2 separate regions of the Mus musculus genome follow, and region 2 is linked to region 1. Evidence: chromatin contacts called from public HiChIP or PLAC-seq data. All regions are on one chromosome and are shown on one strand. Each heading gives the region's core, a stretch centred on a gene start, on an enhancer-like site or on the middle of the called end of the contact. The rest is flanking DNA. Distances are from core to core; before and after follow the strand shown.

Region 1 (4,426 bases), core at 1,168-3,667:
CACCCGCCCTCTAACTCTCCGTGCAGTGTATACTTTAAGAGCAGTTATGGTTCTCCTTCCTCTAGCTCAAGACAACTGTCTACACCACAGCTCCATCACTGAATGGCCATGAGGTACCTGACTGCTCACAAATGTTAAAAATATTATGGGGGAAATAGAAATATGGAGTACTGAGTCAAAGGCCAACTTTTAGAGGTTGGCTCTCTCCTTCAATTGCATGTCCAGGGAGCTAGAGCCAGACTCAGGATGGCAAGAGTGAACCTCTCGAGCCTTTAGGGCTAATTTACTTTAATGAACTCCACTCTGAGAAGCTACTGCACCATGTCCCGACTCATCCTCTGGAGGCTGGTACAGAAACCTGCCCTACCCACCATGCTGATGGAGAAGCAAGTGGACTGTGAGAAAGTATCAGCATCTTCTTTGATCATACAGTGTTATTTGAAGACTTCAAGTCGGTAGAGGAAGGAGTTAGACTTGATGCCTATGAACGAATCAGCAGTCTGGAAGGAATGCTGGGAGTGTGTGATGCTACATAGTGTAGAGTTAAGGAAAACACCCAACTAGCTAACTAGTGAACACCTAACCAGCTAATACCTAGCTAACTCTCAAGAAAACATTGGAAGCGTATCAAATTCTGACAGTGGCCTCACTACACTTGACAAAAGAATAGTCTTTTCACACATTGTATACACAAACACGGGAGACAGCTGATGTTTGCTGAGGACCACTGGATGCCAACAAAGACCCTTCACATCTTATCACCTAAGAAGTGCCAACTGGTGCAGGGCAGGCACTCCACAAATATCTACTGGCTGAAGGAGACACAACTGAGAATGCAACTGTTATTGACCTCCATATAAGTAACTCAAGCTGACTTCCAAGGTTAATCTAACAACATCTGAACGAACACACACACACACACACACACACACACACACACACATTCTCTGGAACTCCTTTTGCAGACTAGGCTGGCCCAGAACTCAGACACCCACCTGCCTCTGCATCCTGAGTTGCTGAGATCAAAGGTGTGCACCACCAACATTCTTCCAATACATAGTTCATATCTATCGTATTTAATTGCCTCACTACTTTGGAGTCTTAGCATATTGCTACAAATTCTTTGCTTAATGAAAGAACTATTTCAACTAGTTCTTGGCAGTTCTCTAACCTAGGTTACAAAACCCTAGTTCAGTGCTGGAGCGCCTTAATAATCCTCTGTACCATAAAAACAAGGAACCACTAAAACACTGTCCACAGTTAACAATCTCCTTAGCACCAGTTCTTCTAGCAGTCTAGCTTCAAAGTAGTTCATGTTATTATACAACGTCACCCATAAGTCACGTTTTACCTGACCTTCCCTGGGCATTCTAATATACAACTATTTTATTTTGCACAGAGGATTAGTATTTAAAGTCGCCCAACCTTATGGTATCCCTTTATCAAATGGAGGCTAACAAATGTAACTGTATTAAGGCCTCCTCCTCCTACCGAGGGACCTTGGGACAGTTTTATGACCTTGCAGAGATTGTACTTCAACACGAGGGCATGATGACAATGGCAATGTCTTTCTCTTCCTCATCGGCAGATTTTTTTAAACCCCTTTAGCACCAAGGCGACCAGCAGGTTCAGGCGGGGGCTGATTTTGAGTTCCTTCGTTTCTCCAGTACCCAGCAAAGAGTCGGATGGCTACACAGTGAATGCCTTACCAAAGAGCTCAAGCAAGCCATCACACCTTAAAGGGTCACGCTGCTCCCCCGTGCAGTGTTTCACAGGGCTTCAAAGCCAAAAGTTACAACCAAACGTTCCCCGGTCGCCCCTTCACCTTCAGGGCCTTTCTAAAGACTTTGCAAGCTGTGCTCCCGGGTACGGAGCGGAAGTACGGAGTTGATCGAAACCCAGATGGCTCCAAAGCTCAACCCGAATCCCGTCCGGGTCCCGAGGTCCCGGATGGCCGTTCCAGTCTCAGGGGATCAGACCGTGACCTTGTTCTCTTTGACCCCTACCAGGGGTCCGGCACGCAACCTTCCAGCTCTGCAGACATCCCCGCGGCCTGAGCTGGGGCCTTCTTCCGCCAGGAGTGAGCATGCAGCTCCATCCCTCCTGCCTCGCAGCAAGCCCGAGCCCCCGCATCCCTCCCGATGTGGTCCTACCATTGCGGCTGCACGGCGCAGGCCGACAGCCCGACAACGCTCGCCCGCGAGAACATGGTGGAGCCTTGAAGGTCGGGCAGACGGGACTCAGTGCGCGTGCGCGGGAGCTCAGGCGCCCCGGCCCGCTCCGCCTGCGTCCTCGGTCTCGCTAAATCTCGTGAGCGCCGAAGCCGCGAGTTCCCTGGCCCCACCCATTTCCTGCTGTCAATTTCGGTCCCGCCTGTCCCCGCGCTGAGCCAGTTCCGCTTCCGACCGCTTTGTAGTTGTAGCGCTCAGGGTCGCCATGGGCAAGTCGGATTTTCTGAGCCCCAAGGCCATCGCCAATAGAATTAAGTCCAAAGGGCTCCAGAAGCTTCGCTGGTACTGCCAGATGTGCCAAAAGCAATGCCGCGACGAGGTAAGTGACTCAGGCTGGCCGCGACCCCTCCCTCGGCTTGGAGCCCTCTCCGGCGCAGTCTTCCCCAGCTCGGCGCGAAGCCCTCCAGCTCCACGAGAAGTGGTCGCAGACAAGCACTCACTGATCGCTTACAATCGCTAGGCTGAGCACTGAGGTTTTACATTTAGACTTCCCTGGTGGGGTCGGTCGGTCAAGACGAGGAACTCAAGTTGCTCCGCTTAATAGTGACATGGGCTTGGCCACTACTGGTAAAGTAGAGGTAATAGTTGTACCCACCGGCAAGATTGTCGCCGAGTTTTTTCATGGAGAGAAGAACTCTCCATGACATAAATGCTTCATTCCCGACTTGCTACTGCTATCCTATAGTTTCAGTATGTGGGTTCCCAAAGGTACAGGCGTGCAGTCCATCGCACCTAGGAGTGACCGCTAAGTGTTTTTCCATATTTGCTTACATCATATAGTAAATTATATAAATATATGAATATCAGTATACCTTCACCCTTGAAGACTTAATTGTGTAATCAACATAACAAGTAATCGTATTATCTTTTCAATTAATGCCAAAATGCCACCAATATAACAGAACTAATAAAAATTCTTGTACATTATCTGATACATATTTTTGTTTTAGAGACAGTATCTCAGTATGTAACTTTGGCTGGTCTGGACCTCACCAGGCTGGCCAAAAAACGAGATAGACCTGCCTCTGCTTCCCAAGTGCTGGTTGATATCAGAGATATACACCACCCTACTTTATATTAATACTTTCTTGGTAGTCTTGTGGTGGCGATGGGGACCAGAGAGGTTGTTTATTAAGCAGTGCTACAAGTTTTGTTTAATGTCTTATGTATGCCTGGCAAATGCTCTACCACTGAGCCCTCATGCACTGCGTCATATTTCTGTTATCTTATTTTGGTGTATGTGTTTATGCATGTGTGCATGCTGCACCAAACAGATACATCCATACGGAGATCAAAGGGCCACATGTAAATGGTTATTTCCTTCCAGCTTGAGGGTCCTGGGATTGAAGTCATGTTGTCACATCTGGCACCAAGCGCCTTTAGCCACTGAGCCATCTTACTGACCTTATGCCACCTTCTTAGTAAGTCATCACAGACTGAACCCAGTCCCACTGCCACTGACTGGATTGCAAAACTCTGTGCATGTTATTGTTTTTCTAAGACAGGGTTTCTCTGTGTGGCCCTGGCTGTCCTGGAACTTGCTCAGTGAACCAGGCCCAGGCTGGTTTTGAACTCATAGATATCTGTCTCTGCCTTTTTAGTGCTGGGACTAAAGGTGTGCAACGCCATTGTCCAGCTTCAAAACTCTGACTTACTTACACTCATTTCTTTCTTATTTATTGTTTCTTTTGTTTTTTGCGATAGGGTTTCTCAGTGTAGCCCTGGCTGTCATGGAACTCTCTCTGTAGACCAGGCTGGCCTCGACCTTCCAAATGCTGGGATTAATGGTGTGCTCCATCACCACTCAGCTCAGTTCTTTTTTTTTTTTTAAATATTTGTTTATTTATTATATGTAAGTACACTGTAGCTGTCTTCAGACACTCCAGAAGAGGGCGTCAGATCTCATTACAGATGGTTGTGAGCCACCATGTGGTTGCTGGGACTTGAACTCAGGACCTTAGCAAGAGCAGTCGATGCTCTTAACCGCTGAGCCATCTCACCAGCCTCAGCTCAGTTCTTAACCTTTTAGTTATCCATGGACCATCTACAATTTTTGCCTAATTTGTGCACTGCCTGAAAGAAATGATCAAGTTTTACTTTAAAAGAAATTTGGTATCAAAGACCAGTATTGCTTTTCATAAATTAAAATATGGATCAAAATGAAACCAAAATATTATTCAATTCTAGAAACCTAA
Region 2 (4,704 bases), core at 2,062-4,561, 180 kb after region 1:
TCCCTTGGGTCCCCTCCTTCCTCACTTTCTTTGTGGGGTTGACTCAGTTTCTCCCTCTAGACTGGTGCACTGTCTAGAGGGAGCCCTGTGCCCTTGGTTTCAAGCACAGACAGACCATCCCTCAGTGTACAAGTCTCAGATCTCAGAGCTTTTCAGAGTCTAAAACATTCGTGGGAGCTTCCATATTGGTGCTTGGAAGTTCCAGACTTTGCAGTGGAAGATCCACATACCTACAGTGAAATCTTATGCTGACCAGAGCCTCTCATCTCTGCCACTTGTCCCCTTTCTTTTACTTCAGCATCAGAATTGCTCTGGGGGCTACGCTTGAATCCTCCTCGTTCCCCACTTCCTACCCATGGTTTGCATCACTTAATGGATCCAAATCTCTGATACCACAGAGATTCCCGTGTCCAACTCCAGCTCTAGCCCCCTTAGCAGGATTTTGGACCTCTTTTTTTTTCTGTGATGCAGGGTCCCTTCTTTATTCCAGTATTTCTGAAATCTTTCCTAGTCTCCTTTGATGAATTTCTTTCCTCCTATTGACTGTGCAGTTGCCCTGGGGCTCCTCCTGGTACTCCACACCAGATCTCCTCAGTGCCTACTCTTTGTCTCTGCAATGAGGGCTCTAGAATTCACCTCTGTCCCCAGAGGTTACTCTGACTTTATCTCAAACCCAGGAACTAAAGCAAACTCTCCTTCAAAGTGTCCATAGCTGCATGGGGCCTTGGATCTGGGAACCTGAGCCAAAAGGAAGGAAAAACTCCAGCGTTTCTCCTTTGCTGTTTTTCAGGCTGCCATAAAGATAGACATGCATATTCATGAGCTGGGTACATTTCGTAGGGAGCTGAGTTTCTCAACTAATTGTATCATCTTATTATTTTTTTAATTTTCTAAAATTTTATCTTTTAATTAGCTTACCAGGTATCAGATTTCCTTGAGGCTTTGCCTGCGGCGCTAGCTTTTGCTGTCTCTCGCTCTTGGTGCCCCTCTTCCTGATCATATTGTTTTCCCCAAACAATAGCTGTGTTTGTGCGAGAGCAGACCCAGGGTCCAACAGCTTCCTGGGGATTTCTGATGATGGAAGTTGAACACCGTACTCCACAAACTCATTGACATGACCACAAAGTAACTTCATCAAACTGTGAGCGTAAAATTCATTGTAATACGATTTTCGAAATAAACTCTGTTTCAGACTTACAAAAGCAATGCAGAAAATACAGTATTCAGAATAGTTCAATGTAAATGAAGGCCTGAACGGCAGGCTTATACCTGTTCGTCCTGTTAAGGTTTCCAACTGGAAGCCCACCCTCATTTCTGTGGTATTTCAGGCATTAAGATGAGCTCTTAAAAAAAAAGTCCTAAATAAATAAATAAATACATAAATAAATAAATAAGTACTCAAACCATGCAGTCTGGCTTCTACGCTGTAGGTTCATATGGAAAGCTACAAGAGAAACAACCCTTTCCACAGACAGGTAAAACCAGCTCAAAATTCAGTTCAAAAGTGAGGTGTCTAGCCATGGAGATGGTTTAGTTGGTGTTTGGCAAGACCTGAGTTCAGTCCCCAGAATTGTCTTTAAAAAGATGAGCGTAGTGAGCAAGCTGCGGATGAAACCGAGACCTTGTCTCCAAAAACTGGGGGTGAGGGGGTTGGAATGGGAGGTGGGGAGGAGGTGGGGGGGCATGGGGGGAGGTGGGAGGATGAGATAGGCATTCAAGATTGACCTCTAACCTCTATGTCCATACATATGCAAATGTATACACACAATCAACACACACACAAAGTGATGTGTATTTAGAAAAATACTCGAAGCCCAGGAATATTCTAGAAGCTGAATGTTCTAGAACTTGTAAGCAATGCCTTCTCCTTTGAATTCTTCATCTGCCTAATTGGGACACTATGGCATCCCTCAGTGAGAACTACGCTGTTGAAGTGAACATAACCGGAAAGCTTATACATAGTCCAATGACATTAGCCTTCTACTCTGTTCAAGCAATTTACCCCCAGCACAAACACTTCCTCAAAACGGACGTGTTTCCTCATACGCATTCAGAAGGAATGTCAGGAGCACAGAGCAAAGGGAGGGTGTCAGCCAGTCTTTCTGTGCAGCCCAGAGATAAATTTATTTTGTTAGGGTCACAGACAGCAGTCAGATTTACAGAGCTTCAAAGAAATAGGGGGTTAAGTAAGAGGTTAAGGCAGGGAGCAGGAATTGTTTGTACCCTTAGGCAAAGAAGAAATGCTATTTCATCTAGAACAGTGGTTCTCAACCTTCCTAATGCTGCGACCCTCTAATACAATTCCTTACGTTGTACTGACCCCTAGCCATAAAGTTAGTATCATTGCTACTTCATAACTGTGATTTTTGATATTGGGGGTAGAAGTTACCAAAGGGCCTCCACCTGAAGTTGACAATCACCAATCTAGATCTTACTGAACTGCTTTGGAGGTGAACAACACCCTAGGATGTTACAGGTTGTTCAAAAAACACCATAAAGGAAAAGGGAAATAAATTGCTTGGAAGAAGCAAAATTTCAGAGAGAATGAAAACCTTCCCTTGTCTCAGGCCCAGTTTCTTGGATATGGCTGGCCTGACTGCTGTGAGCTTCTCTTTTGGGGGGCAAATGAAAATGAATGGGGAGCTTCACCTGTGGCCTCCCTGGGTCCCTGGGACACCAAGCTTCTGCCTGTACACTTCAGACATATAACGGGGCTGGGGGAATGGGGGAGGTGGCAGGAGGTGTGTGTTTATATGCTCGCAGCCTGTAGCTGATCACTGTAGTTGGCCTTTGGTTTTGCCAGCGGATTGGTGCAGCATACAGTGTGAGGTCTGATAGGTAAACTTCACAAGGAGTCATTAGGATGGCCACTGTCTTCCAAGTGTTTGCTACTGGATGAAAAGAGTGTCTAGAAAGGACCAGCAATATGGAGCATGGGGAGAGAGAGCAAAGCCTCAACCTAGCAGCTAGGCTTTTCTGCTGGACCCATGGCTGACTGACATTTTCTCAATTTAAATCCTTAGATCCCAGGAGACCTAGATACTAGTTCCTGCAGAAGTGTTGGAAGTTCATTGTTCTTGCTTTTCCTCAGGCATACCAAGACACATCTTTCAGTCTGCAGATTTTGGGAGCAAATCATTGTGAGAAAGAAGCACCCAGAAACACACCCAGGAGCTGTGAAGGGGGCTGTGGAGAGCAGAGCAAGAGGTAGCTGGGCAGAAATAGCGAGACAGACTCATATGCATATTGAGTGGCTTTGGAAGTGTCACTTGTCTTCCTGTGAGAAGCGTAGACAATGCAGCTATTGACATGATTAATGAGAACCTTGGGCAGCACCAGGCAGAGAGGGCGTCAGGCTGAGAAGAAGTGAGAGCAGCTTCCTTCCTTACTGTCAGCCACTCGGCAGCTGGGTCTTGGGATGAGCCTTGCCCTAGTTTTTGCAAAGAGGTAAGCAAGTCTCCAGGAGTTTTGCAAATGAACTATGCTCCCAGTGGCTGGAGAGAATGGGATGAGAAGGGGGATGGGTCATATGCAAATGAGGTACGTTCCCAATGGCTGGAGAGAAAGAGTTGAGAAAGACTGCTGAATGAGTATCCTGGGCCAGACATGGTGGCACATACCTTTAATCCCAGCACTTGGGAAGCAGAGACAGGAGGATCTTTGCAAGTTCGAGGCCAAACTGGTGTCTATAGCAAGTTTCAGGACAGCCAGGACTACATAGCCTGTCTCAAAAAAAGTAGAAAGAAGGCATGCGTGGCGCACATCTTCAATCCCAGCACTCAGGAGGCAGAGGCAGGTGGATTTCTGAGTTCGAGGCCAGCCTGGTCTACAGAGTGAGTTCCAGGACAGCCAGGGCTACACAGAGAAACCCTGACTCGAAAAACCAAAAAAAAAAAAAAAAAAAAAAAAAAAAAAAAAGAAAGACGGGGCTGAAGAGAGTCAGTGAGGTGAGCTCAGTGGATAAACACCTGCCTCACAACAATGTGGACCAGGGTTTACGTCCGCAGGTCCAATGTAAATACCAGGAAGCACGAGGCTGGGCTGGCCAGCCGGGTTAGCTGAATTAGTGAGACCCCTGTGATATCAACCTCTGGCCCCTCACACAGCCGCACACAGTGTTATCCCTGTACATCCGTGCTCCTCACACAGTGGGAAAGATGAAGTCAAGGGACCTGAAATATAAACAATAGCAAGCTGGCTTCCAGGTCAAGGATGTCTTAACTTAGGCATCCTAACGAAGCTCTCCATAGCAGATAGTTCTTTGCTGCTATGTTCTGCAGACGACCAGACTTCGCTGTCAGACTTGGGTCCCTGTCCTGTTTTAAGCCTAATACACCCAGCACAGGTCCTCAGAAAAACCCTCCCTACCTCTCAGTGAACGCCTCCTTCAAGCATAAAACCTATGACTGTTTTGGGGTTTGTTTCTTTTAAACCTACCTTCCTCCACAGCACTTTAGCATTTAGGCCACCTCTGTTCCAAAGACCTCCTTGTGAGGTCAGGGGAGGCAAGTCTAGTCTTTCTGGGTCAAGGTGCAAGCTACCCCTAGTAAGCCACTGATGGCCACACAGCCAGTGTGAAGCAGCACTGGGCTATCAGCACCTGGCCCTGTGAGGTAATTTTTCCCAGAGGCAAATGCTGTTGCTGCCCCTCTTTGCCTGGGGTCTACTAGGATTACAGCTAAATGAGCTGGGGAGGAGGGGAGG

Evidence for each region. HiChIP or PLAC-seq counts read pairs in DNA pulled down with a chosen protein or histone mark.
Region 2: an H3K4me3 HiChIP or PLAC-seq map of embryonic stem cells shows a contact between it and region 1, with 27 read pairs. The contact joins the enhancer-like site here to the promoter of Kin in region 1. A contact is called at or near these places in 3 of 39 promoter capture datasets (embryonic stem cells and liver), 1 of 15 datasets of contacts at CTCF or cohesin (the NIH/3T3 cell line), 3 of 484 Hi-C or Micro-C datasets (embryonic fibroblasts, neurons and trophectoderm), 19 of 115 datasets of contacts at active chromatin or transcription factors (VIP interneurons, craniofacial prominence, embryonic basal ganglia and 9 more) and 2 of 9 other capture datasets (adipose tissue and liver).

What each region holds. Positions count from the first base shown.
Region 1 is chr2:10,078,195-10,082,620 of GRCm38.p6, forward strand. It overlaps Kin (Kin17 DNA and RNA binding protein), which reads left to right and starts at 2,418. Exons shown (of 5, transcript NM_025280.2): 1 at 2,418-2,550. The coding sequence starts at 2,437. Atp5c1 (ATP synthase, H+ transporting, mitochondrial F1 complex, gamma polypeptide 1) reads right to left here and starts at 2,316. Exons shown (of 10, transcript NM_020615.4): 1 at 2,154-2,316. The coding sequence starts at 2,209.
Region 2 is chr2:10,259,515-10,264,218 of GRCm38.p6, forward strand. No RefSeq gene overlaps it. Among named protein-coding and RNA genes, the nearest start is that of Gm31496, 46 kb to the right of the region's middle. Within about 2 kb of position 3,312, at least 35 of the 459 cell types and tissues checked have an H3K27ac peak or open chromatin away from gene starts, as enhancers often do. A contact at or near this core is called in embryonic stem cells, oligodendrocyte precursor cells and trophoblast stem cells, where this site is marked.